Linked DNA regions of Sus scrofa: regions 1, 2 and 4 are each linked to region 3. Evidence: chromatin contacts called from public HiChIP or PLAC-seq data. All regions are on one chromosome and are shown on one strand. Each heading gives the region's core, a stretch centred on a gene start, on an enhancer-like site or on the middle of the called end of the contact. The rest is flanking DNA. Distances are from core to core; before and after follow the strand shown. Region 1 overlaps LPP (lipoma-preferred partner). Region 2 overlaps LPP (lipoma-preferred partner). Region 3 has its middle 17 kb from the start of TPRG1. Region 4 overlaps LPP (lipoma-preferred partner).

What was found. HiChIP or PLAC-seq counts read pairs in DNA pulled down with a chosen protein or histone mark.
Region 1: a contact with region 3 is called in an H3K27ac HiChIP or PLAC-seq map of alveolar macrophages. The contact joins two enhancer-like sites. A contact is called at or near these places in 1 of 47 Hi-C or Micro-C datasets (embryonic fibroblasts) and 2 of 2 datasets of contacts at active chromatin or transcription factors (alveolar macrophages and skeletal muscle).
Region 2: an H3K27ac HiChIP or PLAC-seq map of alveolar macrophages shows a contact between it and region 3. The contact joins two enhancer-like sites. A contact is called at or near these places in 1 of 47 Hi-C or Micro-C datasets (embryonic fibroblasts) and 1 of 2 datasets of contacts at active chromatin or transcription factors (alveolar macrophages).
Region 4: a contact with region 3 is called in an H3K27ac HiChIP or PLAC-seq map of alveolar macrophages. The contact joins two enhancer-like sites. A contact is called at or near these places in 2 of 2 datasets of contacts at active chromatin or transcription factors (alveolar macrophages and skeletal muscle).

The regions. Positions count from the first base shown.
Region 1 is chr13:126,120,389-126,124,093 of Sscrofa11.1, forward strand. All of the region lies in intron 5 of LPP (lipoma-preferred partner), which reads left to right. Among named protein-coding and RNA genes, the nearest start is that of MIR28, 160 kb to the right of the region's middle. Within about 2 kb of position 2,448, at least 8 of the 83 cell types and tissues checked have an H3K27ac peak or open chromatin away from gene starts, as enhancers often do. A contact at or near this core is called in alveolar macrophages, where this site is marked.
Region 2 is chr13:126,223,683-126,227,851 of Sscrofa11.1, forward strand. The region is part of intron 6 of LPP (lipoma-preferred partner); the gene reads left to right. Among named protein-coding and RNA genes, the nearest start is that of MIR28, 56 kb to the right of the region's middle. Within about 2 kb of position 2,664, at least 1 of the 83 cell types and tissues checked has an H3K27ac peak or open chromatin away from gene starts, as enhancers often do. A contact at or near this core is called in alveolar macrophages, where this site is marked.
Region 3 is chr13:126,511,411-126,515,368 of Sscrofa11.1, forward strand. No RefSeq gene overlaps it. Among named protein-coding and RNA genes, the nearest start is that of TPRG1, 17 kb to the right of the region's middle. Within about 2 kb of position 1,856, at least 14 of the 83 cell types and tissues checked have an H3K27ac peak or open chromatin away from gene starts, as enhancers often do. A contact at or near this core is called in alveolar macrophages, where this site is marked.
Region 4 is chr13:126,161,086-126,165,219 of Sscrofa11.1, forward strand. The region is part of intron 5 of LPP (lipoma-preferred partner); the gene reads left to right. Among named protein-coding and RNA genes, the nearest start is that of MIR28, 120 kb to the right of the region's middle. Within about 2 kb of position 2,561, at least 3 of the 83 cell types and tissues checked have an H3K27ac peak or open chromatin away from gene starts, as enhancers often do. A contact at or near this core is called in alveolar macrophages, where this site is marked.

The DNA of each region.
Region 1 (3,705 bases), core at 1,198-3,697, 390 kb before region 3:
TACTAAGCATTTTAATTAGTTATTTCCAAAATATATTTTGTGGTACTTTCTGTAAAATATAGCTTGAAAATATAAAGAGTAGACAAATCAAAAACATAACATAAAGGTAAACAGAAGTGTCTTTGAATTAGTATGTATCTAGGCCCCACCCCTATTCTACTGTTCATAAAAGAACACCTTATACTCTTGGGAAGAGCTACATCAGGGGTCACATTGAAAATTCTCTTAATTTCTTTCTTTTTTTTTTTTTTTTTTGTCTTTTTGTCTTTTGTTGTTGTTGTTGTTGTTGTTGCTATTTCTTGGGCCGCTCCCGCGGCATATGGAGATTCCCAGGCTAGGCGTTGAATCGGAGCTGTAGCCACCGGCCTACGCCAGAGCCACAGCAACTCGGGATCCGAGCCGCGTCTGCAACCTACACCACAGCTCACGGCAACGCCAGATCGTTAACCCACTGAGCAAGGGCAGGGACCGAACCTGCAACCTCATGGTTCCTAGTCGGATTCGTTAACCACTGCGCCACGACGGGAACTCCGAAAAAATTCTCTTAATTTCTTAGCAGACAAAGGATAAATACATGGATTTTTGATTTTCTTTTCCTTCTCTTGCCTAAATGAAGGCTAGAGTCTGGTCTTCTCATTCCTAGTACAAATCTGCCTTTTCTTCCCTGCGGTGAGTTGAGTAGCATTGGAGCTGGTACATAGATGACTTGGAAAAACTTCCCGAGATTTTATATTCATAGGGATTTAGTATTTTTGAATCAAGTTTTATTGGAATTGGTCAAATGTGATTTCACTGTTCTCACTTAGACTAGGATGAAAAAATTTTGAGAGATTCTGGGATAAGATAGGGTTGGACATAATTTGATATCCTAGATTCCAAGTTTACCAATAAATCTACTCTCTTTTCAATTTCATGTGATCACTTCTCTAAAAAGAGCACCAATTTTTTGTGTGAATTTTCCACATCACCAGTCTGAGCTTCCTCCTTTATTTCTAAAATGGGTGTAGTAGCTGCACTTTTTCCCCTTTGTAAAGATGCAGTATTCTAGAGTTGCAAGAAATTAGATGTCGTGTTTGAGGAACAGTTTACTCAATCCTTCCCATTTTATTTTGGGATTGTTAGCTTGTGTCTGGAGCTTGCTACTTTAAAGGTTTGGAGCTTGTACTTTGTGAATGGTGGTTATTGCATCAATGATATATTTATCTTTGTCATTTAAAGCACTTAAAAGGTATTGTAATTTCTTAGTCTATTTGGAAACTGAGTTCATGCATACTCTTTAGTTATATTAACAAGTCTTTAGTTGTAATTTCAGTGCTCCCACACTGAATTCCTTTCATACAGCAATAATCTATGAGACAACCTAAGAAATCATTTCAGGTGTGTCTAGGTTGTATGGAAGGTTTTTTATTTTGGATTCATGTGGTCTGAGGCCTTGTGGGCAGAGTAACTAGGGTGGAGTCTTGCGGTACCGTGGATCTTCTATTCTCTTGTGTTCCCTGTTCTAACTTGCAGAAGCCATGAGCAGCTGCAGGGGAGATTAATTAGTAATTAAACTTTTAATAGTCCATATTTTTCCATGAACCCCATCATGTAGGCTACTTGGAGATGAAAGCTGCAACGTACTAATGCTGTGTGATAAGACATAGATGATCCTTGCAGACTGGGACTCTACCGCTGCTTTGTTTGGCTTCTTGGGAATGGAGATAGGAACGAAGTCCTATACTGTTGAAAAAGAGAAGACTTATGCATGGTGTCTTCCTCTCCCTGTGCTCCCCTTGGGGGTTGGGGGAAGATTAGGCACATAGTGTGATTTGCTTAAAAAAAAAAAAAAAAAAAGACCAAAAGACCAAATTTATCTATGTATTGTATTGTCTGCTTACTAATAGCTATTTTTGAGAACTTTGGTAAAAGTTGAAATATTGCAGAAACCTCATGTATAAGATACCAAATGGAGTCTAGTCAAATAATAGGGGTAAAAATACCATCTTAATAGAAAAAGGGATCTAATTCTTTGCAGTGCCCATATTTAGAAGATCTAGGTTTTATTTTGAATTCTTTCATACCTGCCAGGAAACCTCAACAGTTAAGTAACAGTGAGGTGGGGGTGCAGGAGTGGTTAGCTGACTCAGAGCTGCATGCCATGAGTCTGATGACGGGTAATTAATTTTTAGATTGTATGTAATTGCATCTCAACAGTTATACCTCCTCCTGCTTTTTTATAAGATGATGTTTGTGTTTGTGTCTTCTGTGACTACCATAACAGAATTAGCTTCAAGACTTTGTTTTGAGTTCTATGAACATGTAGAGTGGAACTTTAGGTTGAAAAATTGCACCTTTACAAAGCTTTTGTCCCCAAATACCCATTTTACTTGCCCCAGTGTAAGAGTGTGTAGTGTAAGTTAGCTCAAGCAGTGAAAAGGGAGGAAGTTGAGCAGACAGAGGAAGCCAGCTCTGCTGGAGCCTAGGCCAGGGAAGGAGAGAAGTCTTCTCTGGTACCCTGGCCACATTCCTCTGGGTAACCTTTAGCTGTGATTTGTTTGCAAGACCTAGGCTCAGAGATCATTGTGTTACAGTATACTGAGTCAATCCATCCAGGAATTGGTTTAAAATGAAATTCACAAAATGCCTGTTGAGCTTCTCTATATTACAACAGCATCTCAGTAGAAATAATTAGCCCTTTGTCCATGCAGAAGCACATACCACATTTGCAAAATTAAAGAGCTTTCTTGTCAGGACTGGTTTCTGTATTTCTTTTCTCCTCTCCCACTGTTTAAATATCTATTTTGGGGGTAGCCTTGGTCTGAAGCTGTATGGTCCCCTTTATTCCCTTTACAACTTTTTTTTTTAAAATAAACAAAATACAAATCCAGCTATACTTTTTACTTAGGAAGATTAGATTTTTACCATGGTAAGTATATAGGAATGCTGTGTTTAAGAGAAAAGGCCATATCTCAGATAAGATATTGTCACTGTTTTGTCCTTCTTGACAACCATTTCCTTTTATGTGCTTTATAGCCGAACTAATGTATAATGATGATAAAGATGGTCTCTGTAGACAGAAGGTTGGAGGTGGTTAATAACCAAGCCTACATGTCACATTTGTCATGGTGAATAACTGGTCTGTCCTCTCCACAAAATACCACATTGGAGTATAACTGCTAAGTTTCTTTTCACACTGTGGAAAAATTACCAGGGAAGTTATACATTGCCTTTCAGTGAATATATTAACTACAAATATGAAACTTAAATTTGTTATGCTTCATAATTTGAACATATATTTTCCAGTTTACATAAAACTGCAAACTCAAATTTTACTGAAAAAGATACAAATTAACTGCTGTTGTGCCAGCAGGTGTAGTTTTCATTCATAAGTGCAGACAGGCCACTTGTGAATTTTGGAATTTATGTCTCTGTGAACTTGACTTCGTTGAAGTCCCAGATCCTCACTCTAATATACATCTTTCTGTTGGGGTTCTAGATGACAGAAGAACGTTGGATCTTGTTTTGTTGTTCTAAATCACAAATTACGCAAAAGTAAAGTAAAAATTCTAATAATTTTACCTCATAGAGTATATGTTATAGAGCCAGCGTAAAAGTGTATAATGACTAAAAGAAAGAAATAATTGTGATAAATACCAGACTATGAAGTCCTTGAAGCAAGATGAACTTTTGTTTCCTGGCACACAAGAGGTATACAAATTTGTA
Region 2 (4,169 bases), core at 1,414-3,913, 290 kb before region 3:
CAAACCGTTCACACAAAACAAGAATTGTAAATGCTAAAAGAAAGGCCCTGAGAAAGTTCCAGTATTCTTCAAAAGAGGTAGAGTGGGAGTTCCTATTGTGGCTCAGTAGTAAAGAACCTGACTAGTATCCATGAGGATGTGGGTTCAATCCCTGGCCTCACTCAGTGGGTTAAGGATCCAGCACTGCTTCGAGCTGCAGTTGTAGGTCACAGACACGGCTTGGATCTGGCATTGCTGTGACTGTGGCATAGGCCAGCAGTATGGCTCCCATTCAACCCCCATCCTAGGAACTTACTTGTGCCACGGGTGCAGCCCTAAAAAAAAATGTAGAACAGATTAGCCTTGCAAAGTTTCATGTAAGATGTTGACCTCTCTTGGTCTTGAATTCATGGAAACTAGGGGTGGGAAAGTAAGCATGTTAGTAATTTTCCACTGCCCCCAGTGGGTAGAGAATCAAAAGATCTTCCTTAGATTTATGTCAATATTAATTGGCTGCCATTGTGATTCTCTATGTTTATAACCATTTACCTCTAAAAATAAGATCAATTTAAAGGCTGGCTCACCACTTGCATCTTTTCATGTGAAAGCTGAAAGACAAGCGTGCATAGCAAAGACCTTTATATAGCTTTCTGTTACCCAACAAGTTTAGTAGGTAAGTAATACCTAATACCTGATGTTATGAACAATAGTGATTTTTAACTACGAATAACCCATGCCCCCTTAAGAATCACATTCTAATCACTTGAGGAAGTTTATGCTTAAAAATCTAGTGTGGCAAAATGTCTATTTCTTCTGAAATTTTGAAACCTGCTCTCAAGTATGAATGATAGCTATAACCCAAGACAACTTATTTCTTTTGTGATGCCTTCATGTGCATTGGCTCATTAGTCTTTGTAGTAAGTGTAAAGAAAATATTATTAATATCCTGAATTTTTTTTCTTTTTTTACTCAGTGAGGAATAGATGTCAAGGTATTAGTTTACTTGCCCAAGAGCATATGACCCAAGCTTTTAACCATGATACCACACTTCTTCTCTGGAAAAAGGTGTTTCTTAATAAAAATCCTCCCCAATGTGCAGCAGCACAGCTTTAAACCTTAGATCAAGTTCTCTTTTGATTGTGAATAGGACCCATGTGCTAAGCCCTTTTCTCAGCATGAGGCTATATTGGGAAGTTATCTGCCAAAAAATCTTCCTAATTATGTTTCGAATGGACTATTTAAGCCCAAATCTCCATTCCTTATCTACTGGTCTGCCCTGCCAGGCACTTATGAAGTAACAGTGTGAGGGGTGATTGGCGGGCTATGGGACAGACTAAATGGAATGTAGTAGGCAGGAATCTAGGCAACTGCCCTGAGCCTCATAGAGGAAACCACTACCCTGAGTTCAGAGATGCAGGAAGAGTTGCAAGAAGAGACTTGAAGACAAAGGCCTCCCCAGAACCGATGTGTGGAAGTGTCTCCAGGTGAGAAGGGAAGATTGTGACAGAAGCAACAATGCCCAGTTTTTCAAGTGTGATATAATTTCTCCCAAACGTGTGAACTGCTTGCCAAATGCTAGGAGTTAACATTGTTTTGTACATTTTCCCGAATAATTGGCATTGTCATTGAAGAGCTGATCAGAAAAGGGTAAGAGGAAAGAAAATGTTAAAATCGGCTGTAAAACCCAGCCCATTTATACTTGAAGTTTAAAGTCAGACAAAGGGAATGTTCCACTGACTATGACATTGATCAAAACGAGCCTGTGCTGAGACAGGATTAAATCGATCAATAAATATCCCAAACTGTCAATCTTGAAACTTTTGGGTAGAACATTCAGTTGCATTCCTACAGGAGAAATGCCAAGTGAATGAGCCTAAGCCAGGTTTGTTTGGAAAGCCTTATTTAGAGAACCATGAAGTGTGAACTTGATCACATGAAAAGCCTAGGACTGTTTAGCCTTCTGTGGCAGTTCTACGAGTTCTAGTACCAGACTGTTAATAGGGAGGCAAGACAAGTGTGCTGCTTGCTTTTGCCTCCACCCCCTTTTTTAAATTTAAAATTGCATGAATCATATTTACAAAGGACCATTGCTTTTTGTAAGACATTATCAGGTGAGGAAGTCACTGGTTTCTATTTTATTTCCTCTGGTTCCATGCTTATAGCCACACTTAATGTTAGCATGCCCTATTTAAAACAGAAGTCTATATTCTACTTCAAGTATTAACCAACTGTGCAAAATCCGAAAGTCCTAGAAATGAAAGCAAGATTTCCCAATAGTCTTCTGGAACATAATAATTACCACAGTTTTAGTGATGGGGAATTCATAGATTTTTAAGCTGTCAGAAATTAAATAAATGTGTTGCCTTTGCTTTTCTAAGAAGCTGTCTTGCTCATTTACAGTAAATTAAGATCCAGAGACTGACTGTGCAAGGTCTCACAACAGAGGTACAACTTTAAAGCAATTCTTAGACCTCTAAGCTTGGGAGATCCAGGAGGATTCCATGTGAACATTAACCATTAGCTTTCATAAAATAGCAGTGGATATTTTAATGTCACACATTTTCATATCCATTCTCTCATTTATTCCTTAAAACAAAACAAACTCAGCTTGTTGAGATGGACAGAGAATGGGAAAGTATCCTTTTATACAGATAATGATGCAATTTTAGACAAGCCACTTCCCAATTTTGCACACTATATAAATCATAGAGTCTTCGTCCCTTGTCTCTAAAATCATAGCCTGAAACGTGGAACTAGAAGAAATTGCAATCCCTAGCTTTTCTTTTTACAGAATGCCCTCTGCAGTTGCTTAACATTTTGATTAAAAAATAGGAAATTAATTAAGCAAGACAGTGAATAAAAGGTGCGAGCTAATATCTGGGTGTTCTTCAGTACTCTGAGAGGTGAGAGGTGATAAAGTTACACAAATCTCCAAAACCAAAGAAACTTGTTGATTAAATGATTGAATCCCGTTGACCATTTGGTAGCATAAATAACTGTTCAAGGTGGAAAGCTTTTGTTTTTTAAAAAAAAAGTCTGTACAAAAAGTAAGGATTTTTGACAAAACAGCATAGTTAATTACTATAGTTAATATACAAACAGTGAGCAGTGAAATTGTGTGTGTGTATGTGTGTGTGTGCTCATGTGAAAATATATTCAGGTTCTATGGGAACTAAAGCTTTGAAGCATATCACTTTGGGGAGACCTTTAAAAGGTACAAAATTATGAATAATTAGTTTGCTAGGGCTGCCATAACAAAGTATCACAGACTGGACAGCTTAATCAATAGGAATGTTCTCATGTCTTTGGAGGCTGGAATTCTGAGATCAGGGTGTGGGCAGGTTTGGCTTATCCTGAGGCCTTTCCCCTCAGCTTGTACGTGGGCACCTTCTCCTTCTGTGTTCACTTGGTCTTTCCTCTGTGTGTACTTGTGTCCTGATCTTCTCTTCTTGTAGGGACATCAGTGGTATTGGATTAGCCCCGACCTAATCCCATTTTAACTTAAGTGTCTCTTTGAAGACGCTCTCTCCAAATACAGTCACATGCTTTGGTACTAGGGTACTTCAACATAGGAATGTGGTGGGGGCAGGGGGACTTAATTCATTCCATAACAATTATGTAAACAAAATAATATTTATTTCAAATGAAAAAAGTGAATGAAACATTTTAAGCTGATTTTAAAAAGCCAGGAAATGTGACAAAAATAAAAAAATCCAGAAAATATCATTTTAGTTAATTAATTAAACAGTGACTTTTTCCTTTGTTTTGTGGCTGCCTGCTCTCTGGTTAACTCTTCATGCAACCTAACTTTATAATATTTTCTATGGGGAGAATAGAAAGATAATTTCAGTCTTTCATCTAATGTCATTGATAGACATTTAATGATTATTATTCAAGGCTTGCAAAATTTCCTTTAATCTGTACAACTTTTATTGGTAATATTGTAAAACATGATTGTCCACTTAGGGAAAACTGCTATCAATTTCCTTTCTTCTTTCTTTCTTTCTTTTTTTTTTTTTTTTTTTTTTTTTTAGTCTTTTTAGGGCCTTACCTGCAGCATATGGAAGTTCCCAGGCTAGGGGTCAAATTGGAGCTGCTGCTGCCAGCCCAGGCCACAGCCACAGCAACGCAGGATCCAAGCCATGCCTGTGACCTATGCTGTATCTCACAGCAACACCAGATCCTAACCC
Region 3 (3,958 bases), core at 606-3,105:
AGGGAGGGTTTTTTTGGTTTTTTTTTTTTTTTTTCTTTTCTTTTTAGGCCCACACTTGCGGCATATGGAAGTTCCCAGGCTAGGGGTGCAATTGGATCTCTAGCCACTGGCCTATATATACCACAGCCACAGCAACTCGGGATCCGAGCCGTGTCTGCGACCTACACCACAGCTCATGGCAACACTGGATTCTTAACCCACTGAGCGAGACCAGGGATCAAATCCACATCCTTGTGGATGATAAGGAGGCCAGGGACTGAACCCACATCCTCTTGGATCCTAGTTGGGTTTGCTAAGCGCTGAGCCATGAAGGGAACTCCAGAGGGAGATTTCTAAAACGCAAATGTGACCATCTTATTCTTCTACATTTCCAGCATTTCCCATTGCCTTCAGGAAAAAACAAAAACAAAAAACAAAGAACAATAAAACATAGTAACTCCAGAATCTGAAATATACAAAGCCTGAGGGCCCTGGAGATCTGATTTGCTTCTTCTCTTGTCTTCTCTGCCCTTCTCACCCCCAGTTTCTTGTCCTTGGTTAATTACTTGAAATTCTCCAAACTCTCCTATTTCCGTGTTCTTCTCTCCGCATCCCGCCCACAGCTTGGTGCTCAGCCTTGAAAATTCAACGTGGCGGTCACTTCTTCTGGGACACACTGTAGGACCAGCCTCTCTGCAGCCACATCACCGCAAGGTGACTGCTACTTGACCATTGAGGTGATTATTTTTCAACATCACACTGCCTCACTACCCTGTGAACTTTCCGAGAGATGGGAACGCATCGCAGCCATTGCCTTTATGGAGGCAGAACTGCCTTTGACATCAGCGACCCTACTGACCTCTGAGTTAATTTCACCCATGTGGCCATTCCTTGGGCTGTGACCTTGGTCAAGGAGAACCACTTCACCTGAAAGCAGGTATGTGGTAAATGTGGGGTGAGTGAGTGTAAGTCCCCTATATTTCACAGAGGAGGAAACAGGCCCAGAAAAAAGAGGTGACCCACTGGAACTCTCACAGAGGGAGGGTCCAGGGACTTCTCCATTCCTGGTCCAAAGCTGATCCCACTAACCCACATGCTCAGAGAGTCCCAAGGCAACCCACCTCTTGTGGGAGAGGGCAGCAGAGGGTCCTCCCTGGGTGGTGTGTGTGCACATAAGGGAGGTCCCCAACTTCAGCTGGGCTTGCCACATCTCCAGGCAATCATGGAATTCCTGGATGTGAGGGCTGGGTATTGAGCGATGAGCAACCGTGCAGTCAGGCTGGCACATGGGAGAGCAAAATCATCTAAAAGAGGAAGCCTGGAGACTTGGCAGCAGTGGGAGGTGTTTAGAGTAAAAAGAAGTGGCCCTTAGCCGCCATCCATACTGACTCAGGTGTGCCTGTTACCTGTGGGTCTTACTGGCCAGGCCGGCGCATAGGGCCACCCAGAGCCTTCGTCCCCCGAGCACATTGAAAATCCCTGTCTGTGTTGTTCTTGGGAGGGAAGGTTTGGCTTGGAGTAGTTTTTCCTGAAAAATCAAAACAACTCCTCAGAGTGGGCCCAGCTTCCAGGGGCCGCCTGAGAGCCGGGCACACTTCCCTTGGCTGGGGTGTGAGTGTACCGGTTTCTGGAGTGGAGGGGGCATCTGAGGGTCACGCAGCGGGGAATCCAAACCTCTGAGCCTGATTTACAGCTCAGGGCCTCCACTCTCCTCCCCACCAGCCCACATAAACCCCCCCAATTTCCTCCTCTGCGCGCCAGCACGCCTCAGAGCTGGGAAATGGGATCTCACCAGTGGCTTTTTCTGGGCTTATGTATGGATTCTTTCCTGAGAGGATGGCAGAGGGGAGCAGAAGTGGTTCTTCAAAATGTGAGCAGGAGAGCGTCATGGTGAGTCAGAGAAGGACAAGCCTGAGACAGCTTGGAGATCAGCCAGCTCAGAGCTCCTATTTGCCTTCTTTCTTTCCTTTTCTACTCTTTATTTCCCCCTTTCCTTTTCCTTTTTTTTTTTTTTTTTCTTGTGGCTTCCACACAAAATCTTATATGGATTGCCAATGGATTAAACTTCAAAATGGAAGTGCTCCAGGCATTCCCTGGCGGGGCAGTGGGTTACAGATCTGGCATTGTCACGGCTGTGGTGAGGGCTGCAGCTGTGGTGCAGGTTCGATCCCTGGCCGGGGAAATTCTGCATACTGTGGGTATGACCAAAAAAAAAAAAAAAAAAGGCAGCATTCCAGGCAATTGTGTGTTAGGAGCTTCTGGCCTCCCCTTCTGAGCTTCCCTCTTCTCTGACCCTTATAGAGACTCATGAGGCCCCTCCTCAGATCACTGGACTTCACAGACAGCAGCTTGGAAACCTCTGCTGTGATCCAACTCCCTTATTTCACACAGGAGGTTACGAAGGCCCAAGGAGGCTATGGAGCTATTAAAGGCCAAACAGGGATTTAGTGATGGAGTTGGGCTCTCCCAGGCCCCCTCCTGGCTTTCCAGCCTCTTTCCAGTAACTTGTACAAGATTCCATGGAGACCTTGTAAAGGCTTAGCCTGGCCCTGGTTTCTGTGGTGCATAAATCTTATTTTCATTAAGGAAAAAAACCAATTAGAACTGAAGAAGCCCTGGGTCAGTAACTCTGGGAAATAAGCACCAAGTCAGCATGGCTTCTTGACCCCTTTGGCTCTGGTACTGGGATTCCTCTGCCTTTATTTAGAACCTGGGTTCAATCTGGCCTTCCTTGGCCTGAGGCCCTTGACACCTCAAGCTCTGGGGCCTGAAATTCTGTGACTATCCCTATCTCTGCCCCAAGCTTGTGTCTTTTCCCCTGCCAAGGGGTTAGGTCCTGCCCATTTCTAGCCCCAGAGATCCCTTTTATGGCCCCACTTATGGAGGCCAAGCCAGGACCCCGGCCTGCCCTGGCTGTGTCCAGCTGCCCTTTCAGAAGGCCAGCATCAGAATAAGATCCCTGACAGCCTGCTGTTCCGGGGCAGGGAAACCAAGCCGCTTCCTTCCTGAAGGCCTGGAGTCTGAAGGCACAAGAAGCTGAAGCATTAGCATTTTGCCTGTTCTCTTCCACACCCTTCCTCCTCCACAGCAACCCTAAACTGGCCCTTCATATCCTCAGCCTCCTGGACCCCTCCCAGTAGTGCCTAGGCCCAGGCCTGAGGGCTTTTCTGCAGCCCAGGAACAGAGTCAGGCTGGCCTCTAGGCCTAAGGCTTCTACAGCCACAGACCAACTCCACCAAACCCTGACCGGGAAGCCCCAGGCCATGGTTGAGGGGTTGTGAGCTGTAAGACTTCCGGAGGCCCACGTGAGAGCTGGAGAGCTCAGGGGCTGCCCTGAAGCTTAGCTGTAAAAGGTGGAGCTACCAGGAGGGGCAGGGGCAGAACTGTGGGTTAGGCCTGTGGGAGCACCACACCCACTACCAGCAGAGGAGTGCACTCTATCTGGGACCCCAGCCTTGACTCCAGATCTTGCTTATTCAGAGATTCAATGAAATTCTTAACTTCAGGGTGTCCTAGAGCCAGTACTGCCTAATCCAGAATGGAACCTGTATCAAGGGCTGAAGTGGATAAAACAAACTTGGAGGCAAAGCTCACGCAGCTTCCCGATCTCCTTAGAGAATCTAAGAGTTGTTTCACCTTCAGGATGACAGTCTTCTCTCCTGAGTCCTGTTTTGACTGCAGACCAAGAGACTCCTTCTAGAACCTACTGTAATTGTCCCCAGGTGCAGACAGGAAGGTGGAAGGCTCTCGGGCGAGGCCATGGCTGGCTGGGAATCTGCACAAGCCATGCCTACTCACTGAGTGAGACTGACATGGCAGGTCACCTGGAGAGTGTCCCCTGCCACATGAAGACCATAGAGCTTTGTCCTGGGTATAAGAGTCCCCTGCAGGGACTCCCTTGAGCAGAGAAACCAGGAACAGACCTGAGGAGGCAGAGCCTCGAAATGTCTACTATTGTTGTCTGGTTAGACAAGAACAT
Region 4 (4,134 bases), core at 1,311-3,810, 350 kb before region 3:
ATTGTTCCGTAAAAGGAATCATTAGTGATTTTTTTCCCCTACTTCTGTGGTTCTTTGGTATTTCTTCTCTTGGTATCAGCTATTTAGAAATATCAAGTCTGTCTTGAAATAGCCCATCAAATAATGACTCATGTCAAGCCAAGAGGTTTTTTTTTTTCCTTTTTTCATGATTATCAGCATCTGTTTTGTATATCTGATCATATACAAAAAATAACTGATGATCTATTTATTTCCAAACATAGCTTTTAGCACCAGTATTTGCTTCTTCCATAGTCCATACTCATAACTCTAAATCTGACTTCATCAATGACGTGCATCTTTCTAAGTCAGATACCATTAATGATATTGATTTGGGATGAAGCATTCTTTTGGGGTCCTGTCCACATGCTCTTGGGTAATTTACTTCTTTTACTGATACTGAATCCTTATTTATAAAATATGGATCTTGAAATATATGAATTTTCTAGCTATATCATTTGAGATATCATTATTAATTTACTTAATGAGAAATATCACATACCTTTGTGATTTGTAGAAAATGGTTCATTGGTTTAGAATCTAGTATAACATTTTCATTTTTAATAAATCGTTAAATTTAATTGACCATCTTTTAGGTACCAGGTTACACAATAGGGATGTAACATATAAGATCTCTGTCAAATAACTGAGTGGTTAAACTATGGTGACAATTACGGATTGGTAACTCAGACTTTTTAAAAAATATTTTAATGGCCACGCCCACAGCATATGGGAGTTCCCAGGCTAGGGGTCCAATCCGAGCTGTAGCTGCAGACCTATGCCACGGCCATAGCCATGCCAGATCTGAGCTGCTTCTGAAACCTACACCACAGCTCATGGCAACACTTGATCCTTAATCAACTGAGAGAGGCTAGGGATCAAACCCTTGTCCTCATGGTCACTAGTCAGGTTTTTTACCACTGAGCCACAATGGGAACTCCTCATATTTTTTAAGTAACAAATTGTTTTGATATGTAATTCATTTACCATACAATTCACTGACTCAACTTATTTTTAACGGAGATAATTACTACATTTACTGAACAGATATTTTACGAGCATCTACCATGTGCCAGGGACTTTCTAAGCGTTGGAGCTAGACTGACAATAGTTCTATAAAACCTAGCTTCTCACAAAATGTCCATCAACAGATTTTTTTTAATTAAATTGAAGTATAGTTCATTTACAATGTTTGTTAGTTTCAGGTGTACAGAAAAGTGACTCAGTTATACCTACATATATATTTGTCTTTTTTTCAGATTCTTTTCCCTTATAGGTTATTACAAAATTTTGAGTAGAGTACCTCTGCTGTACAGTAGGTCCTAGTTGGTTATCTGTTTTCTAAATAGTAGTGTGTATATGTTAATCCCCAACTCCCAGTTTATCCTCCGCTTCCCCTCTCGTAAACATAAGCTTGTTTTCTGTGTCTATGGGTCTATTTAACAGACTCTTTTCTAAATGGTGTTAAATACTGACATTGGGTCAGTAAAGGATATTCTGGCAACACATCAGGGGGACAAAGAAAACCTGATCTGGGGAGACCTGGGGAGCCTTTTGAGAGGTTGTCATCTCTAAACAGAATCTGAGAAGCCTGTGAGAGTTTTCTAGTTGATAACCTGGGGACAGTAGAGAGGGGTGAGTTTTTTGGGAGGAGGAAAGAAAATGAGCCACTGCACAAAGGTGAGACATAGGTAATCCATAGAGTTCAGTAAGGTGAGAGCAGGGGGGACAGCATGGGAAGTACACTGGGCCTGAAGGTCAGAGCTGTCAATGTGTGCCTTCATAGAATTAATTGTGTGTCTTACTATGAGGTCACAAAGGAGGATGAGGTCAGCTAGAGGATGTGATGTTTGAGTTTAGTCACAAAGGCTGTCTAGGAGGGGTTTTTTTTGTTTGTTTTTATTGAGGCAGTCTATAGTTAGTCCAGGCAGAAGGAACTACAGTTGTAGAAATACATGTGTTTAAAAGAATGGTGTTTTCAGCTAGGTAAGGAATTCGAAGGACTTAGAAGATAAGGTAAGTGAAACAGAGAAAGAATATAGCCAAACTATTACATTGTGAGAGTTGAAGAGCAGCTTATAAATGGATTCAAGCTGTATAAATGAATGTATAAATGAATTTGTACATTGCACTCTTCAGCCTGTAGACATTTGGGGGTGGGGAGGTGAGGAGTTTGAATGAAGACTGGAACATTGAAGATTTTAGAAAAGAAATTAGAAGTATGTTTTCGAAGATCACTCTGGATATACCTGAATTGGAGGATCCGTGGTTTTTAAATGAAAGTTAGGAGTGTGACATCTCTGTTGTTTAGTGTAGCTTATCTAATTAACATTTTATATAAAATTCTACCTGTCAATTACCCTTTCCAACAATGATCAATCATTTCTAATATTAGGAAATTGTAATTAAATATATGGCAATGGTAACCGATGTTCACTGAAAATTTACTATGTCACTTTCATGTATTAATTCACTTGATCCTTGTAATAGCCCAATGCCTCAGCCTATCATTTCCCCACATTTTACAGATCATGAGGCCACGGTCCAGAGAGTCGAAACTGAAACTAGCGAGTGGCAGAGCTGGTATTTGAGCCATGGCAGTCTAGCTCCTAAGCCTGATTATATGAATTGACAACTGAATACATAATCGAAATTACTAACAGTGATTGTGTTAGTGAGAAGGGATTTTGGGGCAGTTTTTTGTTAGTTTTTTACAGTTCAGTGATTCAGTGATTTTGCAACAATTACCCAAGTCTAATTTTAGAACATTTCTTCCATCCCAAAAAGAAATCTCATGCCCATTTGTAGTCACTCTCTATTCTCACCTCAACCCGATGCAACCTTGAATCTGTTTCAGTGTTAAATCAGTCTTTAAATGAATATGACTTCAGTTTAGTGACAATTTGTTTTGAATGGAAGCAATTTGATAGGCTTAGCAATTTAGGAGTGTAACATAGTTTGAACCTCTAATTTCTAACATCTGTTCAAAGTAGTGTTCTCTGTTCATAATTTAGGGCAGCGAAGGGTAGAAGTGCCAGCCCTGAGTCAGTCATTGGTCATAAGCACATGACTAAGACTGCTCCAGGCCCCACACTTGAGTTCCCCATTTGTCTTTCGGAGATGCTGGAACATAAATAGACACATTATTGAACAACATTGGAGAATGGAATTCTTCTAGAAATTTTGATGTATTTGTATTAAACTTCTTCCTGTTATAAACTATTGAATTGTTTATAAAACATCTAGTATGTATAAAGCATTTGAACTGCTTGGCATTTTGAGGATAAAATCCACATCAATTTTAAATGAAATAAAACTCCCCATCCAGAATAGAATAGTAATTGCCAGACATAAAATAGCCCAGCTGTGGAGTGACTTAAAGGACAATTGGTCTAAGGCAGAAAGTACCAGCTAGGATGCTGCTATGCAAATAATTGTAAGGCCTGAATTACTCTACCTATTTGGTAGCACATATATCTAAAATGGCTTAAAATAAAAATTGCAAATGTACCAGATTTGATCAATCTTAGCATTGCTTTTTCTTATTCTCCTAGTCCCAAGTTAAAAATAATATCCGCCTGCCTCATTTTCCTGTGTGCTAGTTAGTAAGGATTAACTAGAGTTCTCAACAGGAAAGCAAGATATAGTAGACGACATTGTATAGTGAGTGAGAGCCTGCTAGAGATAATTACATAGTCACTCCCACTATATTACCCCTCAAAGAAACTGAGCCTAATATTCTCATCCTAAGCAATTTAACCAACTTCTAAAAAAAAAAAAAGTATAAGATATTATTTAGAGAATGAAATAGCTACTGTATGTAATCAGGAGGGAGAATTATAGCAAATTATAATACTCATTTGATAAGTATATAAAGAGCTACTCTCAAAGCTTTGTACTATACCTCCTAGGTAATTGTTGAGTTGTGCTAACTGTCCTTAATAAAGGAGAAGAGATAAAGAACTGCTAAAAAAAATCAATTGTTACAGTTGTTCTTTAGGTTTTCCCCTCTGGGCATAGATTAAGTCTAATTTCATGCTCTGCAAGGATCAGGCACACATTTGGTCTTCAGATATTTAATAGTGGTGATTTCTTTGCCTTTTCAAAGCTAATATC